Regions from separate parts of the Mus musculus genome. Here region 1 is linked to region 2. A link is a contact called in public Hi-C data. All regions are on one chromosome and are shown on one strand. The core of a region is the stretch at or near the end of the contact, and the rest is flanking DNA. Distances in the headings are between cores, read along the strand shown. Region 1 holds the start of Timm10b (translocase of inner mitochondrial membrane 10B). Region 2 holds the start of Trim5 (tripartite motif-containing 5).

Region 1 (5,669 bases), core at 2,241-4,740, 1.4 Mb before region 2:
GGATTGAGGCACATTTGCTTTTGCATTGAAGGCAAACAAGCTACAAATAGTGCTAGGTGTAAGAGCTCTCTACACTTAGTGTGGAGGGCATAGGTGTGACCCCAGCACTTGGAAGTAAAGGCCAGCTAATTTGAATCCAAGGTGTGATACTGCATAGTAAGACCATCTCAAAAACAAAACAAGACAGAGCAAAAAAAGTTCAGGTCATTCAGAGAGTAGGCTTCGGGCATATCTGTTTCCTAGTCTTTTTTCAGCAATTACTAATTATGTGTGACATAGGAAGAAAGGAAACACAGACAACTCACAGCACATGTTTATTGAAAGGATACATACAGGTGCTGACGTAGCGCTTTCTCGGCAGCCACACAATATCCTGGGTCTCCACCTTCCTGGTTTTGGGAACTAACAAGTTCACAAGCTGCTCTACTCACATGTGTACTTGTCAAGGAATAAGATTAATCTTGTAGTCAGGTCATTCTTTAAGGAAGCTCCTGGTCAGCAAGTTTTATATGCCTAAAGAATTATCTAGCAACAGGTTGTAGCCTGTGTCTGTAATTCCAGGATCTAGGAGGCTGAGACAGGAGGATCACAAGCTGAAGGCCAATGGGTCCACGGCAAAACCACCTAAAAGGAAAATGAAAAAAAGAAAAGAAAAGAAAAGAAAAGAAAAGAAAAGAAAAGAGAAAAGGGAAAGGAAAGGAAAAGAAAGGAAAGTGACACACCAAAATCTGCTTTCCAAGAACTGTGTAAGACAGGGCTCTCCTAAGGTCTGCTTTCTTGCTTCTTTACCTGTCTAGTGAAAAATAATACCTCCTAGTTTCACAATTAAAAGGAGTAAGTATGATAAATTTATACAAAATAACTCAACAGACACGATTTAGAGAAACAGCCTGCTGTAGTGCAAAGAATATCAGGCTTAATGTTCCAGCTGCACTTTATTGGTAGAGTCTTGATCTAACAGTGCAGACTGCTTCCAAACTTACAATTCTTGCCCTGTTAAGGATTACAGGCATGTATAACAAGCCTTGGAGCAAGATCTGCCTCTCAATATGGAATCAACTAAGATTTTCAACTTTTTGGCTGGCCAACACTTGGGAGGTAGAGGCAGAAGGACCAGGAGTTCAAGGTCATCTTTAGTTACAATTTCCAGGTCAGCCTTGGGTACATGAGACCACATCTCTAAATAAATAAATAAATAAATAAATAAATAAATAGATGCCTATTTCTGACCTATAGGTGGGGGGTAGGACAGCAAATCTGCTCTGCAAATCTGCTCTGTGAATAGTTGGTTTTGACGAGGAATTTAATTCCTCTGTTTAAAAAAAAGAAAAAAGAAAAAAGAAAGCTGGTCACCTGATGCAATACTGGAAGGGAAGGGATGGGATGGAATTACGGGAAGCAGTGAAGAGGAAGTGGGGAGCTTAGTTGTTACAAGTTCCTGCCTGCTGCCCTGAAGATGCTGTCCTAGATCAGCACCACAGACCTGGCCTAGCTGCTCAGCCCTGCCTGTGACATTGGGGCAAAGAGCAAGTGGCTCTTTCTATGCTCAGTGTCCAGAAGCCATTGAGCACTAAGAATGGTTTATAGCCTGACATTAAAAAAAAAAAAAAAAAAAAAGTTCTTGCCTGGCAAGCACAAGTACTTGTGCTCCATCTCCTGTAAAACAGTAATAAATGCAGACCCCATGCTGTCGCTTGCCCTGCAGGCTGTCATCCTTGAAGCCCCACAAGGTGGTACATGCCACATCCTCCTTCCTTCCCCATCTCCACACTAGGAATGAAGTCACAGAACCGGCAGCTGCCAGGAAAGGACTCCTCCTGAATACACATGTGAATCCCACAAGAGGGGGTGGGGAGTAATGAAACAAGAATAGAGAAGCTGGCATCAGAGCAGTTACAGTGAGACTAGTGTAAGGCACAGGGTAGAGAGCTGAAACTAGATTAGACAAGCAGTCAAACCCGAAGAGGAGGGGCACAGATGGCATTTAACCATCCCTCCCTAACACCATCTCCCTCTCCCTCGAGTTCTCTTCCTGAGGTTTGACCAATGCTGCCTTCCTGACTGACTCTGAAGACAAGAAAGCACTTCTTTGTTTAAAGTCTTTATTGCTAATTTCACAAAGGCAGGAAGTACTAAGAGAGTAAATTGGGGAAATGGTCAACATTCCTGAATTCTTAGAGGCTTGTCTTTGTTCTGTTGTCACTGACCTCCTAGGAAGCAGTGGCTAAAGCCTAAGGGGGTAGAGTTTTCTTCCTGCTTTTGTTGTTTGGTTTTACCTTCTTCCCCTAGGTTCACAGCAATTCTTTTTGACAGCTGAAAATAAAAACTAGTTATGAGTCAATGTATATTCAGGTCCTTGAGTTAGTCCCAAGGACAGCCACTGAGAGCTCTCCTTTTGGAACCAATTTCCCATTGCTATTACTAACCTTAAAGCTCTACCCATAATCCCTGCTTTTGCTGGGGTGCTGGGAATGCTGAATTTGTCCTTCTACACATAAGAAGGCACTACATCAACCTCCAGGGCTAAAGGCAGTACACATGCACTAGATGACAGAATAAAGGCTGGTACCCATAGACAAATAACCAGACTGTAAAAACGGGTTTATTGGCTCCAAGAAAAGGAGCAACAGCACCCAGCTTTCAAGCTCAATCTCTCTGTACACATTTAGATAAGCCCAAGGTCCATAGAGGAGCCCATCCAAGCACCTTCTCTCCAGGGGCCAGGGACGGCTAGCTGCCTGATGGCGAGTCTCTGGTCTGTTCTGCAGGAATACCTGGCGCGGCCGAGGCAGCCTCGTAGTCCGCGATGCGGCGCTGGACCAGGGCGGGCATGAGGTGCACGTAAGCGGCCATGAGGCGGTGGTTAGAATGGATGAGTTTCCCAGCACAGCTGTGCAGGCAGGCCTCCTGGAAGGAAGACGGAGGGAAGTAGAAACTAAAAGGGGTCCAGTCAAGCCCGCCTCCTTCCTTCCCGGTCCCCAGCCTAGGAGTGAGGTCAAGAAAGAGGGAGAAGATGGGGGGCTGGGGGAGGGTGTCACGTCACGTTGTCAACTCTGGGACCCCCACACTGTCTCCACCTCCTCAGCGTCCAGAGCTCGGTGGTGCAGGCTGGGCACACAGCGCTGGAAACACAGTTCTGTCATCCGATTGTAGACCAACAGGAAGTCTCGCAACTGAGAGAAAAGGGAACCACGACTTCACCACCGCTAAGGCTCCCCGGGATGCACAGCCCGTCTCCCCCTCGGGTTCTTGCGTGTACCCCTGGAAACAAACTGCACGTCTAACCCAGAGAGCAACTGCGCTCTCACTCACGTTTCTCAGTTGCTGCTGCTGCTGCTCCATCACGCCAAGGGCGCACAGCCCTAGTCACTTCCGCCCGTGGCGGGGTGGCAGGGTGGCGCGGGGTTGGGGGGGCGGAGGGGGGAGGTTAGAGCTCTCAGAGTCGCCCCGGAAGTAAACTCTCACTACTCCCCAAGAGCTTGAAGGCGTAGCTCCAGGCTCGTCCTGCCCACAACTGCAAACGTCACTTCCGCCCTTTTTCTCTGCGACGTGGCCGGCTTCTTCTGCCCAGAGAGCATGTCACTTCCGCCAAATCTCTGACCTGCTGCTAGGATCGCGACGAGAACTGGAACCCGAGGTCCCCGCGCGGTCCGGGCCTCGCGCCCTGAGGGGAAGAGCGGCCCGGCCCAGGTGAGAAGGACATACTTGGACGAAGGGAAGTTGAACGCACGAACCTGTACTGAGGGCAAAATGCCCTGAGCCCTTGGCAAGGATGAGGACACACCTGATGCCCAGGTGTATGGGGGTGGGGGGAGCCCCTCACATCTGGGAGGCTTCAGCTGACTTTGGAAGGGATTGCCCGTGTCCTGGGAAAGAGAGCCTTTCACCTGACACCAGGAACATTCACTAACTGCTTCAACCAAGGCCTGCTGGGGAGGGCCTAAGGGAGTCAGGTGCATGAGATGGAGAAAGGAAGAGCCCAGACCGGCTGAAGGAAGAGGGGAAGGAACACCAAAGAATGTGAAAGACCAGGATTGTAGAGCATGCCTGAGTGGCAAGTGAGAGTCTGAGCCTAGGAAAGGGTTCTGGTAAACATTGCCTCTGCAGGGTTAAGTTCCCAGAGAGCATAGACCTCCCCTCTGGTCCTCACTGCTATAATCCCATTGCCTCAGTATCTCACTCATAATAGACACTCACTAGATAGTTGTTGAATGACTGAATGCATGAATGGTTACTGAAGGCGAGGTAGGGGGGTTATGAGAAGACACCCGAGGCTTTGGTATGCATGCATCTGTAGAGATAATGTCCTCAGAAGAGAAGAAACACACAAACTCAAGGAAAGCCGTGGTGGCTGATCCCAGGACACCCAAGCCCAAAGACAACCCCTGAAACCTCTGAGAACACAGGGAAGGCCTCCTTGTTCTGGAGTGCTGGCCAGTTTCCAGAATTGTCTGTGTTGGGCTTTACAGCGTGCTGGGGTGGAGACCTTGACTCCAGTCCCTTCCCTAGCCATGACGGACGGGATTCTAGGGAAGGCAGCCACAATGGAGATTCCCATCCACGGAAATGGCGAAGCTGGGCAGCTTCCTGAAGACGATGGGCTGGAGCAGGTGCTTCTGTTTGATTCTTCTCATTGTTTTGTTATACATTCCTGACTTATAAACCTTTAATTTCCCCTGTCCCGGTAGCCTTCAGTTAACTAAACTCCTTCATACTTTTCAAATCTTCTTTATGGTTCTGTACAGACTTTACTATGCACTGTCTCCGTCCCCAAAATGTTTCATCCATCCCTGTGTTCCTGAGGTGCCCCCCTCTTCTCTGACCTATAGGACCTCCAGCAGGTGATGGTGTCAGGACCCAACCTCAATGAAACTAGCATTGTGTCTGGTGGCTATGGGGGCTCTGGTGACGGACTCATCCCCACAGGTATGAATGATAGAGATAGGCTTGAGGGGTGGGGTGTTGAGACAGTTTGCAGGCACATAGACACATACAGGAAAGCTTGACTCCTGGACTGGAGAGCTTGCGAACTGCTGGTGTGAAGTTCATAGACAGTCCAGTCCCAGGCCAGCTCCCAGAGTTGCCCATCTGCCTCCCACTGGCCAGTCAGTCTCGAAGATAATCTCACTCGTCTTCTCCTCCTTGCCGCCACCATCTGAGCCAAGTTAAGACCTTAAGGTTATGAGCACTCAGGAGCTTAAGGCCAGTTTGGAGCTTTGTGAGGCTTCTCAGAGTTTCATTTTAGACTCTTTTACTGGCTAGAATTCTACCTAGAAATATAAGCCAACTTCTCTGTTTTTCTGTGTTCACCATCTTTGATCCTGCCAATCGCACATGTCATGTTTGCTTCTATTCCCGCTTATCTCGTACACCAACAACACTCCTACCCTACTCCAAGAATGCCAGATACATACATTGAATTGATTTGGTTGTCAGGACATGAGTCCTTGTTCCCCCTAGTGACCAGAAGAATGCAGTTGTCTGTCTAGATAGTCCTTCTTCAGAGAGGTCATTTCGTGTGTTTGGGGGGGTGGGGGGGAGGAGTGAGCCACAGAAGTGTATGGTTTTATCTAAGAGAAACTGGTGTCAGAGAACTTGGTCCTTTAGGGTCTGGCCGACATCCATCTCACAGCACGTCACCCTCTGGCCCTGGTGACGAGGTGGCCCGG
Region 2 (6,317 bases), core at 1,643-4,142:
AAAGTATTATTGAGATTAATGAATAGATCCTGTCATGATGGTTTTGATACAATCACAGCACTCAGGAGACAAAGACAGGTAGATTTCTGTGCATCTGAGGCCAGGCTCAGTACACAGGAAGACCTTGCTTTGGTTTGGTTTGGTCTGCTTTTATGTTGAGGTTTACAATACATAGCAACAGACCAAAACTCAACACCTTTAAAAGGAAATGTGCTAGGTTTCAGATAAGTGAGGAAGTTCAAGAGGACACTGTGAAGGATTACTGGGGAATCAGAGTGTATTTAAAGATTCATATTGACATAAACAGACAGAGATAGAGAAGACACATCATAGGTTGTGGTTCCCAGAGGAGTTGAGGCCACAGCACCAGAGAAGATTGAATGAAGGGATCTTGGCAGGGCATCAGGGTTGGGGGTGGTGGAGAATTCACAGCAAGAGCCTGCAGCCAGGCTCTTTAATGTCCAGGAAGGACTTAGAACAGCCAGGTGACACTGGACAGGTCACCCTTTCATGGAGACTCACTTAGGCTAGTGTGGCTCATGGAAGGCAGCTGCTGAGGACTCAGTCCCCTTAGAGCAGCTGTCTGTGTGAAAAATGCAAGAGAGAGCACTTACAGGGCAGCAAGTACAATCCAGATGCTGCATCACAAGCTGGCAGAGGATGCAGCAGCCCATTCAAAACCGTGGCCATGCTTTGTTTGAAGAATGAGAATACCTGGAATATAAACTCACAAGTGTTTTTACTTTTATCAAATTATAAATCTACACTTATACTTAAGAAAAAATGTTCAAATTAATAGATCTTCAAAATTCTTTTTGTTTAATATTTCCTCTCAAATCGTGTTCCATGGGAATCCCTTTCCTCTGTTAGAAATAAATGTCAATGTGTATTGCACACAGTTAGAATCACACACATGGTAGCACTGCTCACTGAAAGTGTGGCCAGTGCTTTGCTCACCTGGTCACCTTCATCCTTTTCACTGAGGTCAGAGGGTAATGGCAGACTAAATGTAAAGTCTAATCTTTGCAGAGTTGGGAGTGGAATTCTGCCTACAGAGAACATTCATGCAGAGTTAGATCATAGTCTGGGTATTTAATAGTTTTAATTCCCAAACAGGCCTTAGGAAGAAACAGAGAAAGCCTTAAGTAAAATGTAGAAAAGGCAGAGACATGGTAGTTCTTGCCTCTCATCCCTGAACTCAAGGGTTTGATGGAATATTCCCAGGAATTAGAAACTATCCTAAACACTCTAAATCCTTAGTGAGTTCTAGGCCAGGCTTGAATATAGACTAAATCCCTGCCTCAAAAGAAATGTTAGAGGGTTTTTCATAACTATTAACATTTCAGAAGACTTGGAACATCAAAGCATTGTTTGTAAGCAATTGTGTCCACAGCAAGAACAACAGTGAGGCTTATGACCTCATCAAGATATGAAATTTAGGTAAGTGTATAGCTATGGATAGAGCACTAGCCCAGCATCCACAAGGACCGTGGTTCAATCACTGAAGTCAAAAGTCAAACTAAACAACAACAGCAAAAGTTCATGATCCCAGCACTAGGGAGGCTAAGGGAGCTAGAGCTCATTTAGGGTCAGTCTATCTGAAAGGAAGAAGAGTATAAGACAGTTGTAAGTATATGAAATAAATTCAAACTACAGAGTTATGTCTGCTGTCACTCATCATTCCATATATCAGTAGATCAGAGAATGTAGGGAAATAATTAGAGAGGCAAACAGGAAAGGGGATGAGACAGGTGATGGTGGCTTCTCCAACATTCACTCACACAACTGACTTTCTTTAATTAATTTGTGATTTATTGATTGATTCCTCTCTTTCTTTCTCCCTTCCTTTTTTCTTTGGAAAGCTTCAGGTGTTTCCCACGCCATCCTGATGTCAGTCACCATGGCTGAGGATGGCTTTGACCTCCTGATCCTCATGCAGCCAGCTGCAAGGCAGTGGCTTCCTGTGCCGGTTTGAATAACCATGGCCCCAAAGGCTAAGATCTTTTGAATACTTGGCTCTCAGCTATCAGGACACTGTTCAGGAAAGATTAGGGGTGTGGCATTCTTGGAGAAGGTATGGCATGGGTGCAAGCTTTCAGGATTCAATAGATTCTGACCAACACCACCATTCTCTCTCTGCCTCAGGTTTCTGTCAAGATTGTGTCTCCAGTTGTGACTTCTCACTTTCTGCTCCAGCACCGTGTCTCCCTGCCTGTTATCAGGCTCTCCACTGTGGTGGTCATGAACTCTAACCCATAGGAACTGTGTGTGCCAAATTAAACACTCTACTTGTAACTTGTCCTAGTCATGGTATTTATCAGAGCAGTAGAAGAGTAAGGAAGATAGACCGCAGGGGCCACCACAGCTGGTTTTGTACACTTCTGAGGACCATCCCAGTGCTCCATGCTTGATAGGTAAGCACTATGTCAACTGAACCTCATTCCCAGCTCTACAGATTTCCCCCTTCTAATCCATTAGTGCTGAGTCACTATATAGGTGTTCAATACACCTCTAAGCCAAATAGGAACCTCCAAGACATTCTGGTGAGGGACTCCTAAAAGGGAGGAAATGAATGGGTGGATCAGATCAGCACTGGAAAAGGACTAAGTCTGTTCGTTCAGCCACATAATACATAATCTGGAGGAGACCATGGGGCAGCTGGTGAGCCCTCTACAGCTCATTACTCTCTGCTGTGAGGGTGGTGAGGTGTTTCTGCCTGGCTCTGCACATAACTCCTCCCCAGTTTCCAGAGCCAGCCAATGCTGATATGAGGGTAACTTCCTCAGTCAGTGGGGTTCTGCAGGCTTATGCAAAGGCATCTCATTGGTCTGTAGAGTTGTGGTTTCTGTTTCATTTCCAGAGCTCAAACTTTCCTTTCTCTAGATTTTAGCCGGAAATACCTTGAAGTTCTGGATTGGTGAGTTAATTCTCCCTGGTTTACAACTTTCTGGCGTCTGATAACGGGCTGAGCAATTTTAGGGGGCAGACTTTTGAAGACTTTGAAAGGAGAACATTGCTTTTGCTTGGGTCAGTTTATCCTGTAAAAGCGGGGGAGGGGAAGGGGGAGGGGCTACTGGCCTCTGTTTGAAAATGCAAATGGGGGAGCTTGAGGGAGGTGCCTCCTCAACAACAACAACAAAAAACCAACAACAACAACAAAAAAAAAACTACTTTAAAGATGCCTGTTGTCCAGATTTAGTCTCCCCCTTCCGATTCACAATCTGTAATTTTGAATTGTACCTTGTCGACGAGATCCAGAACATTGTTGTCTATGACAGTCATTCTTTTTTCAGGCAGCAAAGCTGGATCAGAGCCTCTGCTTTTTAAAGCGTTTTTGTTTGATAAAGTGGTACTTCCGCATACTCTAGAGCTTTGGTTCTTTACCGGATCGGACCCGTTTGAATGACCTTTTCACGGGAGTTTCACTTTAGATATCTCGCATGTCATACATTCATATTATGATTCACAACAATAGAAAAATATAGTTAAGAGGTAGCAAAGACGACAGTTTTATGGTTGGGGTCAATACAACACGAGGAAGTTTTCTAAAGAGTTGAAGCATTAAGAAAGTTGCAAAATACTCCTCTAAGAGTCCCAGAGTTTCTCTCAGTTTAGTACCAGAGACTGAGAGCCTGTTATTTAATCACCGACCCTGTTTGACAGTCCCAAGCCCGGGAATAACTTCAGCTATTTCCTTCTCCTTCAGATATTTTCTCCATACCAATATAAACTTCAGCCCAGCTTGAGATTCCAGATACACAGGAGGCAGAAGGATTATAAATTGATGGCCATCATCAGCAACTCAATAAGACTCATTCATAGAATATTTTTTTAAAAGACATCTGTGACTTAGTTCAGTGATAGGGTACTTTTCAAGCTTTGGGTTCAGTTCCCACGCAGAGGGGAAGGGGTGTTTGAAGATGGGAAAACTACTATGAGCATGCTCCAATGACACATCTGAAGATTTTCCCCGAAGTGCCAGCTTTTGTAAGGTTTCTTGGAGAGAGGATATGTTTTATGTTGCCCAGACTGGTCTCCAGCTTTTCTGACAGCCCCACTTCCAAGTCTCTGTAGTGTCAGGAGCACATGACTGCAACAGCCTCTTTCTACCTTTAAAGAATGAAAATTAAATTTTTGTTTGATGTTAAAAATGTCAAATTAAAAAAAAAAAGTTTGAGAGAGAGATGTGTGATTAGGGATATCATGGCTTTGCTCAAGCTGATCTAGGTGCCCAGAAGACATCCTGTCAAGGTTGATTTTGTGGGTTTTGCTTTCTCAACAATTGGTTCTTGTCCCTGTTCATAAGCCAGTGCTTTCATTCTTGAATTTGCTTGAGTTATCCTCCTCTCCCCTCCTCTCCCCTCCCTCCCCTCCCCTCCCTCCCTCCCTCCCTCTCTCTCTCTCTCTCTCTCCCTCTCTCTCTCTCTCTTTCTCTCTCTTTCTCTGTTAGTGTGGCTATGAATCTGTTTCCTTTCTTTTCTTACATATTGTCTTAAAGACCAGAACTATGAGCAGCTGGGCACATGCTTTTAATTCCAGTACTCAGAAGGCTGAGACAAGAGGAACATTGTGAGTTCTAGGCCAACCTGGTCTACATAGAGAGCTCCACAACAGCCAGGGCTACATAGTAAAACCCTGCTCCCAAAATGAGAGAGGGAGTGGGGCGAGGGAAGGGAGAGAGAGAGACAGAGAAGGACAGAGACAGAGACAAAGAACAACAGCTCAGATTATTCATTACATTTTCCTTGGGTCTTTCTCATCAGCTTTCTCTTCCCTTCTGATAACTTTTGGTTTAGTTATTTTTTGTCTACTTGCCTCAGGCCAAGTATTAAGTTATTTACTTGAGATAATGTTTCTTTGTTTAATGTAGTCCCAGCAGGCTTCCCTCTTAGACTATCTAGACTGCTGAATTTGCTGAGATGTGTGCTCCCCTCTTAGACTGTCTGGAGCATAGAGTGGAATGCTGAGGTGTGTGCATCCATCGTCATTTCATTTTTCAAAAACCTCCCTTTGATTTCTTCTTTGCTCATTGGTTTAGAGAATGGTGTATAATTTCCATATTTGTGAAATTTTTTTCCAAATCTCTCTTTTGATGATTTCTAATTTCATACCATTGTGGTTACAAAAGATGTTTCATATAATTTCACTCTTGATACTTTATTAAAACCTCTTTTGTGGCCCTTCAGATGATCCTTCCAGAACAATGCTCTCCATGCGTATGCTGCTGTCATTGGTGGGAGTGTCCTATGGCAGTTCAAGATCAGTTCCTTAATGACATCCTCTCTGCTTTCTTTTCTGCTTCATCTTCTTTTTTTTTTTTTTTAAGATTTATTTATTCATTATATGTAAGTACACTGTAGCTATCTTCAGACACTCCAGAAGAGGGCATCAGATCTTGTTACAGATGGTTGTGAGCCACCATGTGGTTGCTGGGATTTGAACTCCGGACCTTCAGAAGAACAGTCGGGTGCTCTTACCCACTGAGCCATCTCACCAGCCCCTGCTTCATCTTCTTGTGGAACACTCGTAAGAAGTATACTGATTTTCTAAATAATGCCCCATAAATCATCATCTTTGTTCTTGTCATGACCTCTGTCTTTGACATGACACTGTAGGAGTGATGGTATTCATTTATTTATCTTTTTATTTTTAAAAACATTTTAAATTCTTTTATTATATTTTTCCCCTTCCCCAACTACTTATTACTCACCCAATTTCATGCCTACTCTCTTAAAATTTAAAAATCAGGTTTCTCCAATGATGTGTTGCTGGGTATATCAATGACCCTCCAAGGTAAGCCCCATGCCCAGGAGTAGTTGGTCAACACAGATGGATTCCATGTTTGTTTGTTTCTTTGTAGGGTATATTAGGGTATTTGCTTTTGTCTTACTGTTTGTTTTTGTTGGTGGTTGGTTGGTTGATTGGGTTTGTATGATTCTTTTTTGTTTGTTTGTTTGATTGTTTTTTCTGGTTTTTGGAGACAGGGTTTCTCCGTGTAGCCCTGGCTGTCTTGGAACTCACTTTGTAGACCAGGCTGGCCTCGAACTCAGAAATCCACCTGCCTCTGCCTCCCAAGTGCTGGGATGAAAGGTGTGCACCACCACTGGCCAGCTTGTATGATTCTTTTAAGTGGGCTGATTTCAAGTTGATAGACTTTTTGCTTGATCATGTATCGTATTGATTGAATCTCTCTATTGCAGGATCAGTTTCACTCATTTGAGCTATTAAGCTCCAGAATTTCAGTGTTCTTTCCTATTGCATTATTGATTTTTGTGTTTTTTCTCATTAATTCTTATTTTGGAATGCAATCAATGATT

The links. Hi-C and Micro-C count contacts between places; a contact is called where the count stands out from the background.
Region 1: a contact with region 2 is called in a Hi-C map of B cells, with 6 read pairs. The contact joins the promoter of Timm10b here to the promoter of Trim5 in region 2. A contact is called at or near these places in 1 of 39 promoter capture datasets (pre-B cells), 1 of 484 Hi-C or Micro-C datasets (B cells) and 1 of 9 other capture datasets (adipose tissue).

The regions. Positions count from the first base shown.
Region 1 is chr7:105,638,266-105,643,934 of GRCm38.p6, reverse strand. Timm10b (translocase of inner mitochondrial membrane 10B) reads right to left here and starts at 3,490. Exons shown (of 3, transcript NM_019502.3): 1 at 3,313-3,490; 2 at 3,078-3,173; 3 at 2,089-2,907. The coding sequence starts at 3,342. The coding sequence ends at 2,731. Arfip2 (ADP-ribosylation factor interacting protein 2) reads left to right here and starts at 3,519. Exons shown (of 8, transcript NM_029802.4): 1 at 3,519-3,690; 2 at 4,470-4,610; 3 at 4,830-4,926; 4 at 5,608-5,669. The coding sequence starts at 4,512. Gm22504 (a small nucleolar RNA gene) reads left to right here and starts at 1,459; the gene lies at 1,459-1,597.
Region 2 is chr7:104,284,681-104,290,997 of GRCm38.p6, reverse strand. Trim5 (tripartite motif-containing 5) reads left to right here and starts at 2,892. Exons shown (of 8, transcript NM_001310602.1): 1 at 2,892-2,917.